Linked DNA regions of Mus musculus: regions 1 and 3 are each linked to region 2. The links are chromatin contacts, called in public promoter capture Hi-C maps. All regions are on one chromosome and are shown on one strand. Each heading gives the region's core, a stretch centred on a gene start, on an enhancer-like site or on the middle of the called end of the contact. The rest is flanking DNA. Distances are from core to core; before and after follow the strand shown.

Region 1 (3,545 bases), core at 1,028-3,527, 410 kb before region 2:
GATATAAAACGTGGAAGCAGTGTGCAGAGGCTATCAGCATGGTGAGGCCAGTGCATGGTTAGGGGTCACTGTGGGCCGGGCCTGGGGTGCAGCCATAGCTGGCCTGACCTCAGGAGGCTATGGGTATATTTGTGACACAGGGGACGTGCAGGTACTTCTTTGTCCCCTGCGATGGTCATCTTGTCCCCATCCCATGGTAGTCTCCCCTAACATGTCTAGGCCAAGAATGACAAGGATAGCTCCTAACAGGCAGACTTGCCAGTGCAGAGGCACACTGCGGCTTCCTCTCTAAGTTGTCCCCAGTGCTCAGCAGAGTGTCCCTCCCCACGTCCTGGAGAGGCCTGGTGAGATTGGTACCAAGACTGCCCCCTTCTGTAATGGGGACACTGAAGCCATGGCTCAGATGCTCTCACCCATCCTAGTCTCCTCTACATCCCCCCCCCCCCCCCCCCCGCAACCCAGGTAGGGGGAGGAGTCCATTACCTGGAAAGACAATGAGTGTAACCTCAAAAGACTCATCGCGGCCCAGTCTGTCAATCCCACACCAGTACTTCCCTGAATCCTTCAGGGTAAGGTCCCTCATGATCACGGTCATCGAGAGCTCTTGGGGACTGTCTCGGATGGACATCCTGCCTCGAGTCACCTCCTGGTCCTGATTTGCGTAGACAATGTCACCGCAGCGTGACACCAGGATGCCACCCTGCCGGCACCAATACTTCCTGTGCTCCTTCATCTTCTCCACGTAGGTACACCGCAGGGACACGGTGTCACCTTCAAATCCACTGATCTCCTTTGGACCCTTCAGGGCTTCATAACCTGAAAATGCAGCGTGAAAGGAGATGGGATTTCCACGGATCCAAGTACCAGGCCGAGAGCAGAAGTTCCCATTTCATGGGGATGAAGGGAGGCGTTCTTGTTAGAACATCTTGGGCAAACCATAGACCCCCAGGGTTCTCCCTTCCTCTGGGGAACCTTAGAACAAACATGTTATTTGAGAGACACAAGTCAGGCTGGCCAGATGGCTCGAGGGGTAGAGGAGCTTGCGGCTAAGCCTGACAACCTGAGTTCGATCCTCAGGAAGGAGAGAATAGATTCCCAAACGTTGTACACGGACCTTCCTCACATGTACTACAGCATTCATGGACTAATGTGTGCTCATATATGCACACACACACACATGATAAACACATGTAACAAAACCCTTAAAAACAGTGTGAGTTAATGTTATATATTTTTAAGGGAAAACCAAGCAAACATGGCCAACTGAGCAACTGATGTCAGTTACAAGATGTGATGTCTGTCAGTTACAAGATGCGATGTTAGTTATAAGATGTGTCCTGATGAACCCAGCCTGGGGGGGGGGTGCTCTTGATTCAGTTACTTGGAATCAGAGCAAGTTCAAGGCCAGTCTGTCTGAAGCATAAAATGGAGAGAAGGCTAGGGATATAGCTTAGTGGCAAAGCACTCATTTAGCATGCTCCGGGGCCTGGGTTCCACCCCTCCCCCAAGCATTGCCAAGGAGAAAGAAAGGATAAAAAAATTACAAAAGTAAAGAAAGCTTTGCTCCCTGTGGGTGACAGTGTGGTTACTTACTGTCCAGCCCTTTGCCCTCTTGCAATGAACGCACATTTTATAAATATGTATATGTATGTATATGTGTGTGTATGTATATGTGTATATGCGTATGTATGTATGTGTGTATACATATATATTATATACATGCATATACCACACATACTCTCTTTCTCACACACACACATACACAGACACACACATACTAACAATAATAAAATTAAAAAGTAAAGCAAGAAAAAAATGAAAGCAAAGAAAGAAAAAGCAAACTTAGTAGGTATTCAACCAAGTTAGCTGAGCTAACAGGGTAAGTGGATGTATGCTTGCTGCCCTGTGGTCAGAGAGGTTCTGCAGAGCCAGGGAACCCAAGGGAGAAAGACCCTGGGCTCAAGGTGCAAGAGCAGCAAGTGCTGAGCTCAGGGCTGCTGGGCTGCAGATGGGTTGTGAAATAGGGATGTATTCCACCCCACCCCACCCCACCTCCTCATGGTGTGGAGGGAAGGCATAACCACAGACCACAAGAGCGTGCTCAGGCCTGCATCTGTAAGCCCCTCCATCCCAGCCACCTCTGACCCCTCTCACCTGGGAGCACCAGGCAGCCCCATAGCAGGACCAGAGGCCTCATGGTGGGTGCTGGACACTGCAGTTGCCTGCAATTGGGAGCTCTTCTGAGCTTTAGCTTCTGCCGGGCTGGAGCCAGGAAGGGAGGGGTGGGGGGCGGGCCATCGAGCTCAGCTCCGCCTTGGAGGGCCTTCTGCTTTTTCCTTTACTCTTTTCCCCCTTCTACCCAGTGCCAGTTACCACAGGTTGCAGACCCACCCAATCTCCAGCCCCTACTTAGCCTTAATCTGTGATTTGCCTGTGTAATTCATCATGGCCTTTGGGAACCTCTGATATATTGTTTTTCCTTTTGCACATGCCTTTAATCCCAGAGCTTAGGAGGCAGAGGCAGGTGGATTTCTGAGTTCGAGGCCAGCCTGGTCTTCAGAGTGAGTTCCAGGCTATACGGAGAAACCCTGTCTCAAAATAAATAAATAAATAAATAAATAATTCTCAGAGGTGTGCATAACTTGACACTGCTACTATAAGAATCACAAACCCTGGAACAACCAGTCATTGCTGATATCCCCAAATACTTCACTATTTGGGAAATTATTAGTTTTTTGACCTGCCCCTGGATCTGAGTATTAAAGTACTAAATATGGAAGCTTATTTGTTAATTAGTAAATCACTGATAATATATTTTAAACTATATCCCTATTTTTAGCATCTTAATTTAAGCTTATTATTTTCATTGTATTTATTTTTCATGTGCATGGATGGTTTGCCTGCGTGTCTGTGCACCCTGTGTACGCAGTTCTCACAGAGGCCAGAAGAGGGCACTGGATCTCCTGAGGCTGAAGTTACAGATGGCTATGAGCCACCATGCGAGTGCTGGGAATAGAACCAGGGTCCTGGAAAAACAACCTGTGTTCTTAACCGCTGAGCCACCTCTCCAACACTCTATTTTTAGTTTATTAAAAATTTAAAATTATATTTTCAGAAAGCAACTTTATAGAGTCCACCTTCAACATTTTCATAGAGTCCAGGAATCCAGCTGAGAATATCAGGCTTGTAAAGGCCATCTTGTCGGCCCTTCTTTATTTTAAACACGTGAACTTGTTTCATATGCATATGAGCCATTATTTTGGGGTGTGGGAGATCTGTAAGCTTCTTCTCTTCACACTGCTGAAGTGTGAAGGGTAAAAAATTTAAAGACCAATTATATAGCCCTTCTGATCAGCATCCCATTGTCTGGGATGCAGTACCGTCATTGGCCACAGGGCGGCGGCTTCAGCAGGGCTGAGCTGAGCTCTGCGGGAGCTTTGGGTCAGCTGCTTTGAAAGGCGGGTCCCCTGAACCGAGCGCTTTGTCTTGCTGGACACTTGCAAAAGTTAATCAGTGGCTTGTTTCCCCTTTGCAGACTTGCTTAT
Region 2 (3,600 bases), core at 74-2,573:
GAGAAAATTCACTTGGGGTCACTACTAACTGCAGTTCTCAGATTTAATCAAGGTTCAAGGGAGAAGAAAAGAAAAGCAATATGGGGGCTGGTGAGATGGCTCAGTGGGTAAGAGCACCCGACTGCTCTTCCGAAGGTCCAGAGTTCAAATCCCAGCAACCACATGGTGGCTCACAACCATCTGTAACAAGATCTGACGCCCTCTTCTGGAGTGTCTGAAGACAGCTACAGTGTACTTACATATAATAAATAAATCTTAAAAAAAAAAAAAAAAAGCAATATGGATAAGAATAAGAAGCTGGGTCAGCAGCAGGTTGATACATCAAAAGTGGCCAATCAGAAATTGAAAGGACAGGTGGTGGAATTGAGAAACATGGTGAGATGTGCTGAGGCTCTGGGGGAACGGGTTCTATGTTAATATGGAATGAAGGCTACAATGTACTAAAGGATGCTTTCCCCACCTCTGGAACCTGAAGGAAGTTCTATTTTACAGTGATGACAATAAAGCATCCATTATATTAAAACTGGCAGTTGGTCAAACACATTTTAAGTCCAAATAAAATAGAAAATGTTTATAAATAATGTAAATAATAAATGTAAATGTAACATACGACATGGGATTTTCATTGGAACTCTTGGGTTTGACCACAATTACTCTCATGATGAACCTTTTATCACCTAACCATCACCTAGGATACCTGAGGCCAGAGGATCAGTGAAAACGCATCTGGAAGCACCGGGTGAATCAGGGCACCACAGAGTCTCTAGCTACTCACTGCAGAACTCGGAACGTTATCCTGAAGCCTGCATTTGCACACACCTTCACTGGTGATGTCTGAAAAAGGGGTTTCCCATCGCAAGCCTTCTGGGCTCTCTGTGCGTCCCGCGAGGAGTAAAACTTGATGATGGCGTAGAAACCAGGACGAGCCACTGCAGCGTTCGGGAAGACTCGGACTGAATACAGAAGGCCAAACTGAGAGAACACTGTGAACAGAGAATGCTGTGGGAGGCCCACCAGTGAGTGCTGACCCCCTACCTCACTTCAAGCCCAGATCCCGCCCTTCTCCGCTGGAAGCACTCCCTTCACTGGGGCTTCATCTAAGGAGGAGACAAGCCCTCGCTGGCTCCCCGTTCCTCTGCGCCCACGCGGGGCCCACGCCTCCTGTCCCCCCACTCCCTTCCCCTGCCCTCTCCGCGCAGCCCCTCACACTTAAGGCTTCGGCTGGGGGCCCAGTGCTCAGATCCCACACCAACAAAACTTTGTCGCTCTGGGTGGGAACTACGAAAGAGATCAACTCCGCCATGGTAAAGCCAGTGCGCCTGCGCAAGCTACTACCGCGAAATTTAAACCCTCACAAGTAAAGGGCGGAGCTTAACGATTTCCTTAAAACTTCCCACAAAGCACATATTTAAAATGTTTCCACCCCACATTAGCTCCAGTGCTACACTCTTTTTTCTTTTTTTTTTTCCTAAGATTTATTTATTTATGTGGTTGCTGGGACCTGAACACAGGGCCTTTGGAAAAGCAGTCGGTACTCTTAACCACTAAGCCATCTCTCCAGCTCTGGCGCAAACGAGAACTCAGTTATCGTGTACACAACCCAATCAGGATACAAACTAACGAAAGTTAAGAAGAAGAAAACACAGACATATTTAAAAAGCTGGACTGCCCTACAATCACCATGCTCTGACTTTAAAACCAACTTTACTCCCCAGAGGGGGTGCACCGTTCCTGGAGGTACTGCAATACCAGGTCGATGCGTGGAGTGGACGGAGCAAGCTCCTATTCCAACTCCTACTTCCAAAAATCCATTTAATATATTGTCCTCGGATAGAGGACGTATCAGATATTAAACTGATAAGAACAGATACTACACTTGATCTTAGCCAAAAGGCCGAGAAGCGATACCGAACTACGCCCACACGCCCCATACACTCAACACCGACCACACCTTTAATTCACAGTCACCAACCAACCGACTCAAACATGCAGCCAACACAGACTCTCCTCTTCATTGAGTACACCACCTTTACGCCACGAAAAGCCTGTAAGATTCAAGGAGGCCGAGAAGTTTTGGTTGCAGTTTTTTGTTTTTGCTCCCAGAGTTCCACAGAGCAGTTATTTGCATGCCCCGCCCAAGCGCGCCGAAAGCTCGAACCTGGACTGCTTTTTCCGCTTCTGCGCTGTAGAGCGCAACCGGGGCGCAGAGGGGACGTATTGACCTTTCCCTGCGATACAACCAGGTTCTTCTTCGCAGTCTTTCAGACCACACCCACAACAAAAGGTCCTTGAGGAAAAGGGGCCTTTCGATTTTCTGCTTAATTTATTAGTTTACAGGCGATTCCGCTAGGCTCCTCCCTAGGATCAAGCAACCAGCTTATGGTGCTTCTTCAGGTGTGGTGATAACGACTGCTTCACCACTCCAGCTCTCTCTGTTCCCACGTGTTCCTTGCGGTCTCTGGCCCCAGCCCCCATTCTCTCCTTCTCTGTCCCCTGCTTTCTCTGCCCTCGTGACTCTGTTCCCCTCTGTCTGCCTATCTGTTCATCTACCTCAACCCCTTCTCCAAGCCCTCCCTCCCCTCTCTTCCCCCAAATAACTCCCCACCAGATCTGTTGCTTGGCGTCATTTCTCAAGGGGGCACTTTGGCATGGGTCAGCCAGGAACTCCCTAATCATATTAAATTTCATATCATACATTATCTAAAAATATATCGCTATTCTGTTTTGAGGCAGGGTCATCACGTTCTATAGATTGGAAGAAGATCCAGGTTCGATTCCCAACACCCGATGGTGGCTCACAGTTATCTTTAACCTTCGTTCTAGAGGAGCCAGCAGGAACACCTGTGGCATACATATTTACATGACGTATGTGTGTGTGTGTGTGTGTGTGGACATTCATACATAAGTAAATGTAAGAAAAAAATCTAAAAGGCACAAGAAGTGAATAAAATTTACAAAGCTCAGGAAGAAGCCGGGCGTGGTGGCACACGCCTTTAATCCCAGCACTTGGGAGGCAGAGGCAGGCAGATTTCTGAGTTCGAGGCCAGCCTGGTCTACAACGTGAGTGCCAGGACAGCCAGGGCTACACAGAGAAACCCTGTCTCGAAAAACCAAACAAACAAACAAACAAAGCTCAGGAAGTAAAAGCTTCAGGAACCTTCAGGAGTCATAATGCCCTCCCCCCAACCCCCGCCGGGCGTGGTCCCGCATGCCTTTAATCCCAGCAAGCAGAGGCAGGCAGATTTCTGAGTTCGAGGCCAGCCTGGTCTACAAAGTGAGTTCCAGGACAGCCAGGGCTACACAGAGAAACCCTGTAAAAAAGAAAAACAAAAAACAAACAAAGCCGGGCGTGGTGGCACATGCCTTTAATCCCAGCACTTGGGAGGCAGAGGCAGGCGGATTTCTGAGTTCAAGGCCAGCCTGGTCTACAGAGTGAGTTCCAGGACAGCCAGGGCTATACAGAGAAACCCGGTCTCAAAAAACCAAAAAAAAAAAAAAAACCCACAAAAAACAAAAAAACAAACAAACAAAAAAACCAAAGCCCTTCCTTCAACCTTGTGTGAGCAGCAGTAACCATTACTCAGCAGAGGAGACTCTCCC
Region 3 (3,708 bases), core at 792-3,291, 460 kb before region 2:
CCAGCAACCACATGGTGGCTCACAACCATCTGTAATGGGATCCATTGCCCTCTTCTGGTGTGTCTGAAGATAGCTACAGTATATATATATATATGTGTGTGTGTGTGTGTGTGTATGTATGTATATATATGTATGTGTATATATATATATATATATATATAATTAATTTTAAAAAAGTATTTGAAGTAAAGCCTTGCCTGCACCCTTGTGACTTCTGAGAAAGACAGGTGTACTACAGACCAGCATCAGGAGCAAGCATTCTTCCCAGGGGCAGTGCAGCCCCTAGAACTACAGGGAGAGGAAGCTCGGTAGAGTCCAGAGCTGGGTAGGGACGGCTTTGTGCTCAGCTTCGAGCAATGTGTTAAAACATTTAACCACACCACTAGAATAGCATGTCTTCATGCTATGTGTCTCTAGGACACACCTCTTCCCAACCCTTGCCCCAGTATGTTAGGTTCACAGAAACCGGTGCCTCATTTTCAACAAACAGGAACATAGTAATCTTTGTTGATAAATGTTTCCATCCACTAATCTCACAGGACTATTGCAGGAAACTATCAATCAAATGTAAGGTGTGTGTGTGCATAGGTGGGGGGTCAGACTGTAAGAATAGTGAGTTGGAATACACTAGGTGGATTAGAACTTGAATCCCACTGTGTCCTTGGGATCCTGGATGCAGTAAGTTTGCTGTGAATTGCTATGGGGGGTAATATTTGAGAAGTTTTGGGAGGAATCAAGATTTCTCTCCCCCACCCAACTAAGTGCAAACAGATTCTCTAAGCAGAGGTGAGTGGGTAAGATCCAAGGGAGTCTCCGAGGAAGGAGACCTCTTGTCCTGAGTTTAATTAGGAAGATCTAGTTTGGAAGCCTTTTTCCTCAGACAGAAGCCTGTAGTTCCAACCACCACCATCTGGGGTCGCTACAAAACTTTCTCTTCTCTAAGGAATAAGAGACGTGGGCTACTTAACAGCCTTTAGCATTTTGACCCATCGCTGGCTTTTCCCTACACCAATTCCCAACTGCTTCCCTTTGCTAACAGGGTCGGCTGGGACCACATCTAGACATGAATCCTCAAGTCAATTCATTTTCGAGATTTCCAAGCAAGTTTCCAGGATCTTAGAAGCTCAGTTATAAGAGGAAGATATAAACGCCCCGCTCCCCACCGAGCGCCTATTCCATAGGGTAGCGGAGGGGTTAGGGGGCACCCAAGTCAGGGAAGGCCCCGGCTTGCACAGACTGAATGAAGGCTGTTTTCCACTTGGGGCCACCAATAGTCTGAGGCTGTGCAGTATCTTTTACTAGCAGGTCTGGGAGGAGCCAGAGGCTGAGCAAGGCGGGCTAGCGGGCTTAACCCTTTGCTTTCTTCGTTTTGCTGCCTGAAATAGAATCTAGGGCCTCTCCTGCACGTTCAACCCACCAATGGAGCCGGACGCCGTCACTACTTATTTGTTGAAACGGGATTTAGGAGGGAGAGACTGTTTCTTCTGCTCTTGTGCCTTAAACAGAGGCAAGGATCAACTTCCCGCGTCAAGGCTAAAATTAGGATCTTGGTCCCTTTCATGAAAAAACACAGTCCCACTCTCTTAAATTTTCTGTTTTTCTTCAAATTTTCTTAGAAGCAGGCATGTGCCGTATGACTATAACGCCACCCCCAGGCTTATCCCCTACCAGAGTTAGTGTCCTGATGTCCCCTTGCTTTTCCAAAACTGTGTTAGGAAAGGACAGACGAAGCGTTCAGGGGACTGGTACGCTGGACTAAGCGGTCCCGTTAAGGGGGGTGATCCCATCGCGCTCAGTTTCCCCCCCTTTCTTTTATTAAACATCATCGCCCTTTTAAAGAATTCCTACGCGCCAAGTAACACACGTTGGTCCTGCTCAGAGTTGGGGGTCGTGGGCTTTGCGGTGCCTGTTAACCACCACTTCCCCGCCCACCCGCCTGCTCCTGGGAGATTACTTTACAGTGGACCGTAGGTTGCCGCGTCCCTTCCGTGTCCCAGCCCTCTCCTTTCTGTCTCCGCCCCTTCGCTCCTAGGAGACCTTGCCGCTTTAAGAGCGCGGCTAGCGATTGACAAGCAATAACCGCGGAGCGCCGGGCTGCGCGGAATCGCCCCAAGCTAGGGGCTCCCCAAAACGCAGGTAGGTATTCCTAGGCCCCTGGGCCAGCACCCACCTCAGAACCCTTGCCTCCTTTTCGACCTATCACCTACACTTGGGGATCCTATTCTCCAGGTCCAAACTCCTGGGCCCCTTCCCCAAGTCGCCCCACTCCCTCTCCAGCTGCAGCACTGGGCTCTCTGTGTGTGATGCCGGTAGGGAGAACCGAACCCCTCATCCCAGGGATGCTGGTTCCCATGCCAGCGATGAGGGCTCCAGAGGGACACCGGACACAGAGACGCTGAGCTGAGAGGAGCACAGGTATTTGCGCGGCCTCTCCAGGGTCTGTGTTGGGTTGGGGGGGGGGGGGGACTTCGGATCCCGGCATTACGTAAGAGCCGTGCTACTGGCGTTTCCGGCCCTGGGGGAGCTAGACTAAGATTGTACTGGGTCCCTTGGCACCCTGCACCCCAAGAGACCAACACCTCAGTCATTCCTGAGAGAGGGTTCTGGAGAGGGGCGGTCTGCTAACCTAGAGTGCCAGGCCAGGTCCAGGAGGTTGCAGGGTTTTGGAGCCAGGGTTTAAGGTATGGGGATTCCAGAGGGAATCAGCACCAGAAGCAAGGAGCCAGGGTCAGAAAGTTAGGTCAACTAAGGGGTAGTGGGGAATGAAGACCTGGGGGACGTGGGGGGGGGCAGTCATTCAGTGACCTCATCCCCTAGTCCCGGCGGGCACGCAAGCAAAGAACCTTCTTTGATGGCTCGCAACACGCCCCCTCCTTCCTAGGTCCTAGCGCCCGGCGGGTTAGGGCTGAATTGAAGGGGCGGGGGCAATCTGATTGTGAGTGCGGGCACGTCCGCCGGCTCCCTAGACCCCATCCTCCAGTCCTCAGTTATCTACAGTTCTCCCCATAACCGTGTCCGGCTCCAAAGTGCCTTTGTCAGGCGTTCGTCTTTCGCACCTCTCTGAGTCTGCACCGATGGAGCGGGGGTGGGTGGGAGGATGGAGGAAATCTCTCTCTTTGAAGCTGGCGGGCTTCACCTACACACCCGGGGGACGGGGGTTGGATAGCTTGGTGGCGGATGTGCGTGTGGAGGTGGGAGTGGGAGGGCCTTAGGTTTAGGCTTTTGGGCGCCGTGATGCTGGTTTCGTGATGACTGGGCCCGGGGACCTTGGCACGGAACCAGGCTAGCTTGCCTGGCACTGCCGTTCTCCTGTGGGCACGGGCGGCCCCGCCCTCTCAGAGGCTTGGGTGGGGGTGGGGCAGAGCGAGCCGACGCCGTGGGAACCAACTCCTCAGGGAGCAGACCCAGGCTTACTGGGCAGGACTCCTGGGCCTAGGGTTTCACACAGGCTCCTCCCTGGCTCTTCCCCGTTTCCCTGCTCCAGGAAAAGAGGAACCACAGCAAGCACCTCTAGTGGGGAGTATGGCCCAAGGCCTGAGAAGCTGTCCCCTGCTCTCTAGGAATAAGGACATGGAGTTGACAGAGGGGACACTGGCGCTGGCACAGTGTAACCTGGACATTTCTTTTAACCAGTGGTGCTAGCGTGAAAGGGGTTCCCCTCATCTCTCTCTCTCTCTCTCTCTCTCTCTCTCTCTCTGCAAGTTCGAT

Evidence for each region. Promoter capture Hi-C pulls out the DNA fragments that hold promoters and counts their contacts. Capture Hi-C pulls out chosen DNA fragments and counts their contacts.
Region 1: a contact with region 2 is called in a promoter capture Hi-C map of liver. The contact joins the promoter of Cd300lg here to the promoter of Rdm1 in region 2. A contact is called at or near these places in 2 of 39 promoter capture datasets (the 3T3-L1 cell line and neural stem cells) and 1 of 9 other capture datasets (liver).
Region 3: a promoter capture Hi-C map of erythroid cells shows a contact between it and region 2, with 4 times the contacts expected there. The contact joins the promoter of Mpp2 here to the promoter of Rdm1 in region 2. A contact is called at or near these places in 3 of 39 promoter capture datasets (erythroid cells, hippocampal neurons and liver).

What each region holds. Positions count from the first base shown.
Region 1 is chr11:102,040,243-102,043,787 of GRCm38.p6, reverse strand. Cd300lg (CD300 molecule like family member G) reads right to left here and starts at 2,277. Exons shown (of 7, transcript NM_027987.3): 1 at 2,155-2,277; 2 at 484-816. The coding sequence starts at 2,197.
Region 2 is chr11:101,625,672-101,629,271 of GRCm38.p6, reverse strand. Rdm1 (RAD52 motif 1) reads right to left here and starts at 1,323. Exons shown (of 7, transcript NM_025654.2): 1 at 1,208-1,323; 2 at 820-999. The coding sequence starts at 1,303. LOC115487916 (a small nuclear RNA gene) reads right to left here and starts at 1,906; the gene lies at 1,716-1,906.
Region 3 is chr11:102,086,848-102,090,555 of GRCm38.p6, reverse strand. Mpp2 (membrane protein, palmitoylated 2 (MAGUK p55 subfamily member 2)) reads left to right here and starts at 2,041. Exons shown (of 13, transcript NM_016695.4): 1 at 2,041-2,136.